2 separate regions of the Hordeum vulgare genome follow, and region 2 is linked to region 1. A link is a contact called in public Hi-C data. All regions are on one chromosome and are shown on one strand. Each heading gives the region's core, a stretch centred on a gene start, on an enhancer-like site or on the middle of the called end of the contact. The rest is flanking DNA. Distances are from core to core; before and after follow the strand shown.

The links. Hi-C and Micro-C count contacts between places; a contact is called where the count stands out from the background.
Region 2: a contact with region 1 is called in a Hi-C map of leaf, with 2.8 times the contacts expected there. The contact joins the promoter of LOC123449595 here to the enhancer-like site in region 1. A contact is called at or near these places in 3 of 6 Hi-C or Micro-C datasets (leaf and seedling).

What each region holds. Positions count from the first base shown.
Region 1 is chr4H:567,541,475-567,547,380 of MorexV3_pseudomolecules_assembly, forward strand. No RefSeq gene overlaps it. Among protein-coding and RNA genes, the nearest start is that of LOC123447094, 15 kb to the left of the region's middle. Within about 2 kb of position 1,772, at least 3 of the 3 cell types and tissues checked have open chromatin away from gene starts, as enhancers often do. A contact at or near this core is called in leaf and seedling, where this site is marked.
Region 2 is chr4H:567,573,257-567,579,144 of MorexV3_pseudomolecules_assembly, forward strand. LOC123449595 reads left to right here and starts at 3,342. Exons shown (of 5, transcript XM_045126871.1): 1 at 3,342-3,510; 2 at 4,519-4,785; 3 at 5,334-5,465; 4 at 5,593-5,709. The coding sequence starts at 4,519.

The DNA.
Region 1 (5,906 bases), core at 522-3,021:
GTACTTTGAATTTTTTTTGTTTAGGTAGTACTTTGAAAAAATGGATATTCGTATATTTGGCCAGTCCATTCGTAAAGTGCTCAATGGATCATGGCAAAGTGTTATATTACCAATTGAAGGTCTATGAAAAAAAAACATCGGTCACAAGGGAGGGAGACTTGAGCGACCGGTTCATTCGCTGGATGGTGGATCGACTATCAAACATTTTCGTTCAGTGGGCAGCTCGCGATCGAGCAAACCAACGGCCACTTTAGCTTCCCCTTCGGCTACCAGGCCTCCAGGGCAAATTACAAAATTTCTATAGACCAAAAATAGAAAATGCCATGATCCAAAAATGTCATCTCTTAATAAACAAAATATTCCATCCCATCTATCAATAAACAAAAAATATCATCTCTTAATAAAAATGTCATATCTTAATAATCAAAAAATTTATCTCTCAAATAGGAGATGACATCTTTAAATATAAAAATGCAATCTCTTAACATAAAAATGACATCTCTTATAAATAGTAATAAAATGTCATCTCTTAATAAAACAAAAATTCTACCTTTTAACATCAAAATATCATCTCTTAACATAAAAAATGCATCCCCTATAAAAAGTAAATAATGTCATCTCTTGATAATAAAAAATGTCATCTCTCAATATAAAAATAAATGTCATTTCTTAAATAAATAAAAATGTCATCTCTTATAATAATAAAATGCCATGTGACATAGTTTCAAAGTTTATAAAAAATGCCATGTTGATTTTCCCCTAGAGAAAATGTTATCTGGTCAAAAAAAGGTGGGGACTAGGATTCGAACCAAGGCGACCCAAACAAAATTTTGTTCGGTCACACCTACCGGGCTGGCTCTTTTTTATTTTCGAACACACTACTCGGCTAGCTCTTTTTTATTTTTGAACACACTACTGGCTGGCTCTAGTACTTTGAAAAAATGTTTCGCTAGCGATTTCCTTAGGCTTTATTTGGTTACACCCCTTTCCTTGGGGATTGGAGGGGATTTAGGGGGATTTTGACTTGTAGGAGGTCTAATCCCTCTCAATCCCTGCCAAAAGACCTTTAAATACATGTTAATCGAACGAATCCTTACGAGGAAGAGGTTTGGGGAACCGACGTGCCACGGATCCCGTGTCAGTATTCATGCAAAGGAATACAATGGGAAATGGAGGTCGTTGTGAAATTCTCATCGCTGGTGGTCACTGGTTATGATCACCGAAATAAAAAAGGTTGGTATTTCACACTACCGTTGTGAATCAAGAAATACGTACTTGGTGCTCCTGTTTAAGTTTCAGACGATAAAGTTTTGCTACCCGGTTTTTCCATTTCGGGAAAAGTTAGCGAAATAAATAGTGTTCAAGGATTAAAAAGTGTTATTATTTTTCTAAGGAGTTCATAAACGTATAAATTCATAAATTTTAGAAGATATATTCACAAATTTAAAAATATTTGTGAACTCTAAGTAATATTGAAAAAAAGTTAAATGAATTGAAAAAATAAAAATACTTAAAACATAGAATTATAAAAATAAGAGAAAGAAAATTTGGCAGAATTCTTTTAGAACCTTCCAAAAATAATGTTGGAAGGTTGCTAATATAGTGCGCCAATTTGGAGGGCGCGCGGTGGAGCAGGGGTGACTGTGTCGGAAGGCGCATCGTGGATGTGTAAGGAAGCGTGGTGCTGGCGATCTGTTGCGAGGCGGTCGAGCATGTGCGTGACGGCAACTATGGGCAGATCTGGGCCCATGGCCGCTGTTGTGGTGCTCGGACGACGATGAATGTGTTTGTGGTATTCCGGTCTGGATGTGAGGATTGACAGGTCCTTATTTGGGGACCCCCTATATGCGGCAAGTAGTCGGCAAAGCGCCCAAGGACAGTTTACTTGGACCGGCCCATTATAGTGCGCAGGAGAACAAGGGTTAAAAATTATAAAATAGGTCCCCGAAAACTGGGATTCGAACTTGCCACAACGCGCTGATGTGCGCACGAGGAAAACCATCACGATCGAAGTGCTCTTGCGACAGATATGCATCACCAAACTAGAAGAACTGTACAAATATCAAAACTAAATATCCTTCAATAAATATATATTTTTGAAATTTCCAGATATCATGAACTTATCTTGAAATTCCCGCACTTAATTAAAACACAAACAACCTTGCAAATCTCAAACAATTTTCTAAAACGCAACTTTTTTATATAAATTTAACATTTCTCAGAAAAAGAACGAATTATAAAAATAGTGAATTTATTTTGAAATTTCAAATTTTTTCTGAGATCATAAAAATATTTTAAGTTTTGAAAAAATGGAAAATATAAACACTTTTGAAATTCAGAAACAAAAAAGTTCAAACAGAACATTTTTAATACAACAATTTTCTATTTTATACATTTTTGGAAATGCAAACAAACTTTGAAATATAGGAACATTTGTTGAAATTGCAAACAAAAAGTTAAAACCACGAACATTTTTCTGAAATGGTCAATGAATTTTCAAAACGAGAACAATTTTTGAAATTCCTAAACATATTTTGAAACTTGGATACTTTTCTGAAATTGTGAAAACTTTGAAAACAGGAGCATTATTTGAAATTACCGAACTTTTTTTACAGACGAATAATTTCTGCCATTATGAAAAAGTAATTAAAAACTGGAACATTTTTAGAAATAGAAGAAATTTTAAAATCACAACATTTTTTGTATTTGTGAAAAAAATGAAAATTTAGGGGAAAAATTGAACGCCTGAACAATTTTTGAAACACCTAACAAAATTTGGAAAAAGCAAACATTTGTTCTTTCAAGTTTGCATTTTATTTTTGAAAATATCTCGAACATATTTTGAATTTGTGAACAAAAATTGAAATATGGGGTACAATTCTGAACTTCTCAACCTTTTTAAAAACCAGAACAAAAATTACACAAAAGAAACATTTTTTCAAACATGCGAACGTTTTATGGAAACAATGAAATTTCACAAAATTATGAACAAAATTGAAAATTCATGAACATTTTTTGAACATCTGAACAATTTTTAAACCTTGAATAAAAGTTGGAAAAGGCAAAGATTTTTTCAATTAGGCAAACAATTTTTGAAAATCATGTATATTTGTCAACATTTTTTTTAATAGGTACTTATTTTGAAATTCTAAACAATATTTGAAATTCACGTACATTATCGAAATTCGGGTACAAAATTCAAAAACAAGAACATTTGTGTATAAAATATAAAAATTGTGAGAAAAATAATAAAAAAATTGAACATTTTTAAAAACACAAATATCTTTAAATAAAGAAAATAAACTTAAAGTAGGAAAATAAATAAGAATAAGCTTAAATTGTGAAAAACAGAGAACAACAAATTTTGTAACCGTGAACATTTGTTGAAATCTGAACAAAATTGCAAAAACACGAACATTTTTGAAAAAAAACTTTTTTTATTTATAAATGTTTAAAAATAAGAATGTATTTTAAAAAAATAGAAATAAAAAAGGAAAGAAAAGAAGAGAAAAGGTAAAACAGAAAACATTAACAAAAAAGGAAATAAAAATAAAAATGAAGGGAAAAGGGAAAAAGTATCAAGAAAAAAAACGAAAAAGGAACGGAAATAGAAATAAACTGATCAGGAAACTTTTATAAGGTTCCCAAAACTAGGAAAACTAGGTGGACCTTCGAGAATGTTCCCAAAACAAGAATCTATACAATGCACGCCTTACTTTTAAATGGCCCGGCCCGTGTGGGTCGATGCATGTGCGGTGCCCCGACTATTTAACACAAACTGCGTCAAATAGGAAATTCCCCATATTTGATGGTCGGTGTGTTTGGTGGAGGCAGAAGTGGGCCGGTGGTGGACAGAACGAATTTGGGCACCCATGCCCTGATGTGGTGGTGGTGTCCTCTGGGCGCGGTAGTCGTGGTGCGGGCTCGATCCGAGCGGGGATGTGGTTGCCATGTTCCCTGATTTGGCTACCTTGGTGGTGGTGGCTGCTATGCTACAAGACGCGTCTCACCTTTTAGAAAACGTTGCATGGGAAATAAAAAATTCTACGCATACGCAAGATTTATCCATGAAGATATCTAGTTTACGAGAGGGAGAGTGTGTTTGCATATCCTTGTAGACCATTAAGCACAAGCGTTAGAGACGTGGTTGATGTAGTCGTACGTCTTCACGATCCAATCACGGTCCGTGCCGATCTAGCGCCAAATGGATGACACCTCCGCGTTCAGCACACGTGCATCTCGATGACGTCTCCGCCTCCCTGATCCATCGAGCGACGACGAAGTAGTAGATGGGATCTCCGACAGCATGGCGGCGTGGCGAAGGTGGTGGTGCACCTACTTCAGTTGGCTTCGCCAAGCGCTGCAGAACTAGGAGGAAGGAGAAAAGGGAGGGAGAGAGAGTAACTGTCAAGGCGTGGGGAAGAGGTGCATGGCAGCCCCCCCACCCCTCCTTTATTTATAGGGCAGGGGGAGGTGCACCGGTGAAAAGACCTCGATGACGCCTAGAGGGGGGGGGGGTGAATAGGCTATTTAAAAACTTCTTCAGATTTGGCTTGAACCTGATGCGGAAATAAACTAAGAGGGTACTTGTCAAGCACAAATCCTAAATGCACTAGGCACTGCAACGTGTATCAACAACACGATCTACTAAGATGGACACAATGCAGTTACTAACAAGCACAAGTAAGTTACACAAACTTACTTGAGCTATATCACACGACAAGTAGGTGAACAACACAAGATACTAGATCACACTATATCACACGATATATCAAGGGCTGCAAGTATGTACGTCCGAATATAGAGGGTATGCTTGAATGATTAATCTTGTACAAGAAATGGCCAACACAATATAATGAGCACAAGCAATATGCAATGTATGTATGCTCAAATAACACAAGTAAACCACAAGTAAGGAGTTAGGGTTAAGGATAACCAAGGTCACTGAGACGAAGATGTATCCCGATGTTCACTTCCTTGGAGGGAAGCTAGTCACCGTTAGAGTGGTGGATGTTACCACGAAGGCACACCAACGCCACGAAGGCTCACCCTATTCTCCCTTTGAGATAACTCCACGAAGGCGTTTCTCAACCACTAGTGGTAAGCCTTTGAGGTGGCTTCCAAACCCTCACAAACTTTTCCGGGGGAAATCACACGGATTGATTCCTCTCCGAAGAACTCCTACCGCCTAGGAGTCTCCAACCTCCAAGAGTAACAAGATCACGGGGAATGCTCAAAACTTGCTCAAATCACAAATAGCTTGGGTTGAGAGAAGGAGAGGGAGAAGATCTATCTTTTGATTGGAACAACTCTCAAAGGGGCTCACAAATGCTCTTGGGATCTAAGATTTGGAGTGAGCAAATGTGTGTGAGGTGGAAATGTGTTCTTATGAGGATAAGGCTGTGTTGGGCAACCCTCTCACGAAGTGGGAGGGGGTATTTATAGTGTGGAGAGAAAAAGAGCCGTTGGGGACACTTTAAGTCACACAGGGTCCGGACGTCCGACAGTTGTCGGAAGTCCGGGCTTCCGTGAGGGGCCGGACGTCCGACCGGGGTCGGACGTCAGAGACTTTTAGGCATGACTGGAACTCTTCTGAATTCATCAGCGGCCGGACGTCCGATAGGGGTCGGTCGTCCGAGGCCTGCAGATGTGCCTGAACATATTTGAATTCATTAGCATACGGACGTCCGGAGTGGCCCGAAAGTCCGTGTTATACAGCTCAACTTCTACTGGTGGTAGGTTCCGGATTTCCGACGGGTGTCGGACGTCCGGCGCTCGATCGTCCGGAGGGAGCCGGATTTCCGAGATATAGAACTCAACTTCTACTGGTGCAGGCTTCCGGATTTTCGGGACTTGGTCGGCTATCCGGCCCTCGGACGTCCGGAGGAGGCCGGAAGTCCGAGTTA
Region 2 (5,888 bases), core at 2,092-4,591, 33 kb after region 1:
CCTCCATGGTCTGCTCCTTATGACGCCCAAGAAGACACCATCTACATCGATATAGCCCTAGTGTGTGAGGTAAAAGACAATAGAAAGGCTTGATGACCCCATGTGGTTCCACCAAGGTCGAGCATCAAGGCAAGCCTGCTCATGGATTAGTTTCAATGAAGAACAACATGGACGACGGTTGGAGACAAGTGGAGAAGGGACTGAACATCGTGCTATGGCGACAGAAAGCTAAACCATAACTAGAAGAAAACAATCAACGACATTACGACATCACTTGACTATGATTAGAACTAGCACCACCATTGTCAACTGAAATAAATTTTTCTTTGAGAAAATCAGAGGCAATTTCCTATGCATGGTGGTAGCTACACACCCTTGGTATAAGTGCATTTTTTGATACGTGAGGTGTTGGGTTTTAATGGCATTGGCACAAGTACATTTTTATTGTATATGAATGACCTTTTCTCACTTTTATTTGTCTTGTTTGTTACCTTTTTGACACAAATGTCTTTTTCTATGTAGAAAGGGCGTTTCTCACTTCTCTCCGTTTTTCCTTGCCTTTTTGGCATAATTGCATGTTTGCTTGCGTGGCTGGTCCAAACCCATGATATTTTCGCTATAGAGTTGTTTTCATATTTAAAAATAATTTATCAAATTAATTAGAGATAAAAATTGGGACCATGTGTAGCTACCACCATGGGTAGCAAATTATTTTGCAATTTTCTATGCATGGTGGTAGCTACATACCCTTTGATATAAGTGTCTTTTCGATATATGGGGTATCATGTTTCATTACCATTGACACAAGTGCATTTTTGTTGTATATGAATGATCTTTTCTCACTTTTATTTATCTTTTTTGTTACCTTTTTGACACAAATGTCTTTTTGCTGTGTAGAAATGGCGTTTCTCACTTCTCTCGATCTTTTTTTCCTTTGCCTTTTTGACGTAATTGCATGTTTGCTTGCCTAGCTGGTCCAAAATCATGATATTTTTGCTATAGAGGAGACCTCCTAGTCCCCACATAGGGTGACGGTAGGCTAGCAAACGCGTACCCCCGACGCACATGGGCCGATCTAGTGTGAGGGCGCGAGCGTTGTTTTCCTGTTTGTGCCTTCTTAACTTCCAAAACCGTTCACACAATTTTAATAAATCTTCATAAATTCAAAAAATGCTTGGGATTCAAAAACTATTTCGACTTTCAAAAGATCTTCATGAATTCAAAAATACTCATGAATTCAAAGAATAATTTGAATTTAGAAAAGTTCATGAACTTTCAAATATCTTAAGAAATTTCAAAAAATGTTTTGGATTTAAAAAATCAAGGATTAAAAAATATCCAAGAAATTCAAAAAATGTTAAAGAATTGAAAAATAATTAAATCAATCATATTCCAAAAGACGACTGTGAATTCTGAAAATGACCATGAATTTCAAAGATTTTCCGCATAAAAAATGTTGCCAGATTGCAAAAAATGTTTATAAACTTAAAAAATACTAAATTTCAGAAATAATTAGCGAATCAAGAATATTTTCCATTAAATTTTCCTAGAAATTTCTAAAATTGCTCACACTATCAAAAAAATCATGGATCAAAACAAGTTGATGTATTTTTAAAAAGATCCTAAATTTAAAAAATGTACGTGAAGTATAAAAAGAAGAAAAAGGAAATAAAATCAAAGGAAAAGAAACGTAAAAGAAAAACAGAAAAGTGAAAAGAAACCCACTCTAAGGAACATCTAGAAGTCTTAGTTGGACAAATCCAATAGTTATGTGCAACGTCACATATGGGTGTGTGTTTGGTCGACGTTTGTTGACTTGCGTGTTAAATAGCGTCCATAAAATAATAGTTCAAATACTTAGAGCCTTCTTGACGGCATTGTGTCCCAACCCAACAAGCATGTCACGGTATGGACCCGTCCAAAAACCTCGCCGACCAAAGGTATCACCATTGGGCTATGCCAAATTTCATGTCAACGCGAGCGTCAGAGAGTCAACGGGAGGTTCAACACCTATAGTATGCCGTGATTGCAGCGTCAACTATCTAGGTAGTTCGGCTGTTGTGATAAATGACTTGTTTGATGTGGCAAGTTGAGGCCACCGCCTGTCGGAAGGCGTTAGCAGTTGCAGAGGATCTTCACCTACAACAATTCATCATTGCTTTTGATACTAAAACAAGTGGTGGGAGACATCGCCAAGGGCAACCAAGGATGTTATGGCACCACTATTAGTGAGATCAACTCTCGTTCAATTACTTTTAAGTGTACTTTTACTTTTGAAGGTTGTGTTGTGAATTATGAAGAATATAGTCTAGTCAAGTTTTTGTTTACCCCAGGACAGGGACGTCACGTGCGGTTTGACCAACCCATGACCAAAATGTACCCCACATTATGTAATTTTCGATCAATAAAACTTGTCTTTACCCCCCCCCCCCCCCCCCCCCCACACACACACACAAACAAAAAAGAACATGTCCAAAATCTAATATGCAAATCACCCTCCCAAGAATCTCCAGTTAATTGATATGGTTGAGTGGCCAAGAAAATTATAACATGGAAGAGTACCTCTATTTCATATGATTATGGTCGTGAATCGTCGTTGAATCATAGAGTACCACCAGTGTGCTAATAGTATTTCATGATGTGTGATTATGGTTCAATGGGCTGACACGGTTAGGCCTAGACACGGTTGAGTGGCTAAGAAAATTATAACATGGAAGAGTACTCCTATTTCATGTGATTAAGTTTAACTTACAAGTCTCATAATCTAGCTAGGCATGCTTTGTCATTGAATCAGGGGCGCCTGGGTATGCCTTATGACCAGTGGCGGAGGTATAGGGTGAACAGGGTGGGCCACGACCCACTTTTGGATTTTTCCAGTGGCTTTATATCATAGGAAAAAATATTCAAAATATTATGAAAACATAATTTAAATGAACAATTCTACTCTTGGCCCACCCTGACCCATTGGGCTAGATCTGCTACTGCTCATGACCCAAAAATGACCATTGGACGTGTGCATGGTGAGCTATATCAAAAACAAAAGATTTCTCACTGAAAAATAAACATTAGACTCAAGAGCACATACGTCGTTTTGTCGAAAGGAGGTATCGCGAAGGAGCCAGTGCGCCGTCGCCATCGGCCATATCTCTCACCCACCACGCTTTTGCTCAGCTGAAATGCAAGAAAAAAAGAAGATTTGCTCACATAATGGAGGTACCGAGAAGGAGCCAGTCCGCCGGGCTCCCCAGAAACATCCCCCACTTTAGCCCATTCAGGCCCATGTCAGCCCACCACTCCCACCATTTCCCGTCCTCATATGCGGTGATGTACCAGGCGGCGCAGCGCTAGCACAAGAGAGAAATTAGGCGAGGCAGCAGCGTCCGTCTCCCTCCCTCCCTCGACCCTAGCCCCCCCAGCGCATCGCCGCCGGGCCCCTCCGCCGCTCCGTCGCCGGCATATCGCCGAAGGGCGCGCCGAGCTCGCCGGATCGGCCCTGCCGCCGCGGATCCAGTACGGGCTCCCCACTCTCCGGACCTCCCCGCGTCCATCAGTTGTCCGTTGCTTGATTTGACCCGACTTGATTGCTTTCCCCGGGTTGAGATTTGGTCTCGTAGGCTGAATCGCGATCGGGATCGGGGGATCTTGGACGGGATTTAGTAGGATCGTATAGGGATCGAATCGTATTGGAACGAGTGATCGCCCCCCTTTCTTAGCTGCGTTTTTTTTTTTTGGCGAAATGCCCCGAATTGTGATGTTGGTTTTGGGTTGATGCTGTACGGACCCATTCAGTAATTAGCTACCACTTATGTGTTTTGTGGATATTTCGCAGCAGAATTTGATGCTGAGTATATGGTGAATGATGTGCATTCTCATTTAATCTAACATCAGAGACTGATCTTAGTGGATTGCTTGAGTAGAACTCTAATACTTAGATATGTTAGATAGAGGGTGCATCACGCCAGAACACATGTGACCTGAACATAATTCCTCTGTTTTAGTATCACTACCTCAACCACAGCGACATGGGATTTAAACCGTTCCCCACTAGAGTCGGACAAGAAAATAATCCATTACGCAACAAAATCCAAGTTTTAAGAGGGTTCAACACTTAAGCTGGATCAACAAAGGAGAATACAGAGCAACAGGCTTAACTCATGAGTTGCAGAGGAAAGCTTGTTGCAATGCTAATGTCAATTCATAAGGACACAGTGAAGTGCAAAATGATGCAGAAAAGGAACATATGATATGCTTTGTTATATCTACCTGATTGTGCATACACGTAGCAATGACAGGGTATTGTGTAGTTAGGATCTCCTTAAACTTACTATTCCTAATTTTATGATCATTGTTTATGAGAAAAATATTGAAGTTGAAACCAATGTGGCAAGTTTAATTTGTGCATTTCTTGTTATGTTGGTTTTGCTCAGATCAAACAGATACTTGGGTTCCTTTTCCATCTAATTGTGTATGTTGTTGGGTGCCATATCATTAACCAAGTATTGCCAATCTTTGGTCCAGATGGCTCTTAATGAACGCCTCAGCAAATTTAAACAACAGCAGGAGAGATGCCAGACAACTCTATCCAGCATTGCTGCAACCCAAGCTTCAACCACAAAATCCCACAATGCTCCAAGGTCTAGACCAGCAAATGCTCCGTCAGCTCCAGCAAAACAGATACAGGCCATTAAATTCTCAAATGATACAGAAAGGCTTCAACACATCAATTCAGTGAGGAAGTCTCCTGTCGGAGCACAGATCAAATTAGTTATTGAACTGCTTTACAAGGTAATTTGCGGAAAGCTCAACTTGATGGTCCTCATATTCAGTTATTCTGTCCCGTAGTGATAGGTTTCTCTGTTCTCTGTTTGGCCTTGCAAAATTGCAAGTATTATTTATCATGCAAAACAAGTTGTTAACTGAGCCTTATAGGACAATAAGTGATTTGTTGGATAAGTTCCGCTATTGCTTATGTTGTCTTTGGGTTAGAGAAAACTTCACAGTGCTAATTTTCTCTGGGTAATAGTAAATGACCAGAGCAGTGATGTCATATAATATTACTGTTGCTTTTAGTGACAAATAGTATATAATTGCACTCTCAATTATCAGATACCGGTGGTCCTAACGCAAAAATAGAGATATTTATTCAAGCCTGAATAAATGGTTCTGCACCTTATTTCACATGTTTAATTCGTGTTTCTTTCAGCTTATTATATTAATGACAGACTTCGTAGTACGGTAACAAAAAGAGTGTTCTCTTACAGTTTTTGTCCTGAAATATATGTTATAATGTGTTCCATGTAAAATAATACTCCTCTTTTCTTGTGAACCTGCAGACAAGACTTGCTTATACAGCAGAGCAAATAAATGAAGCAACATATGTTGCGATTAATAGTAACAAGGCAGTCTTTGATAGCCTGACGAACAATCCCAAAGTACAATTTGATGGGAAGCGTTTCTCTTACAAGGTAATTGCATCGAGGATTATTTTATTACACATTGATATATGAAGTACCTGTTTTTTCCTTCGCGGAAGACTTCTGTCTTTCATCTCATATTAGGTTGCATATTGACCTGGCATTTGAAATTATACAGTCCAAGCATGATTTGAAGGGGAAAGATCAATTGCTTCATTTGATCAGAAGATTTCCCGAGGGTCTTCCTGTTGTGGAGGTCAAGGATTCATATCCAACTGTATTGGATGATCTACAGGTGACTAAATTCATATTGGTTTAAGATTTTGAGAAATCTGGTAGGTGCTACATTATTTTCCATGCTGTGTATCAAATTTGATGGTGGAAATAACTGTATCTGTGTTCAGAAACCAAGTAGTCTTATGTACAGAGGTTCGAGATTTTAATGTTGGGATCTTTTAGCGAGCCTTGCTTTTG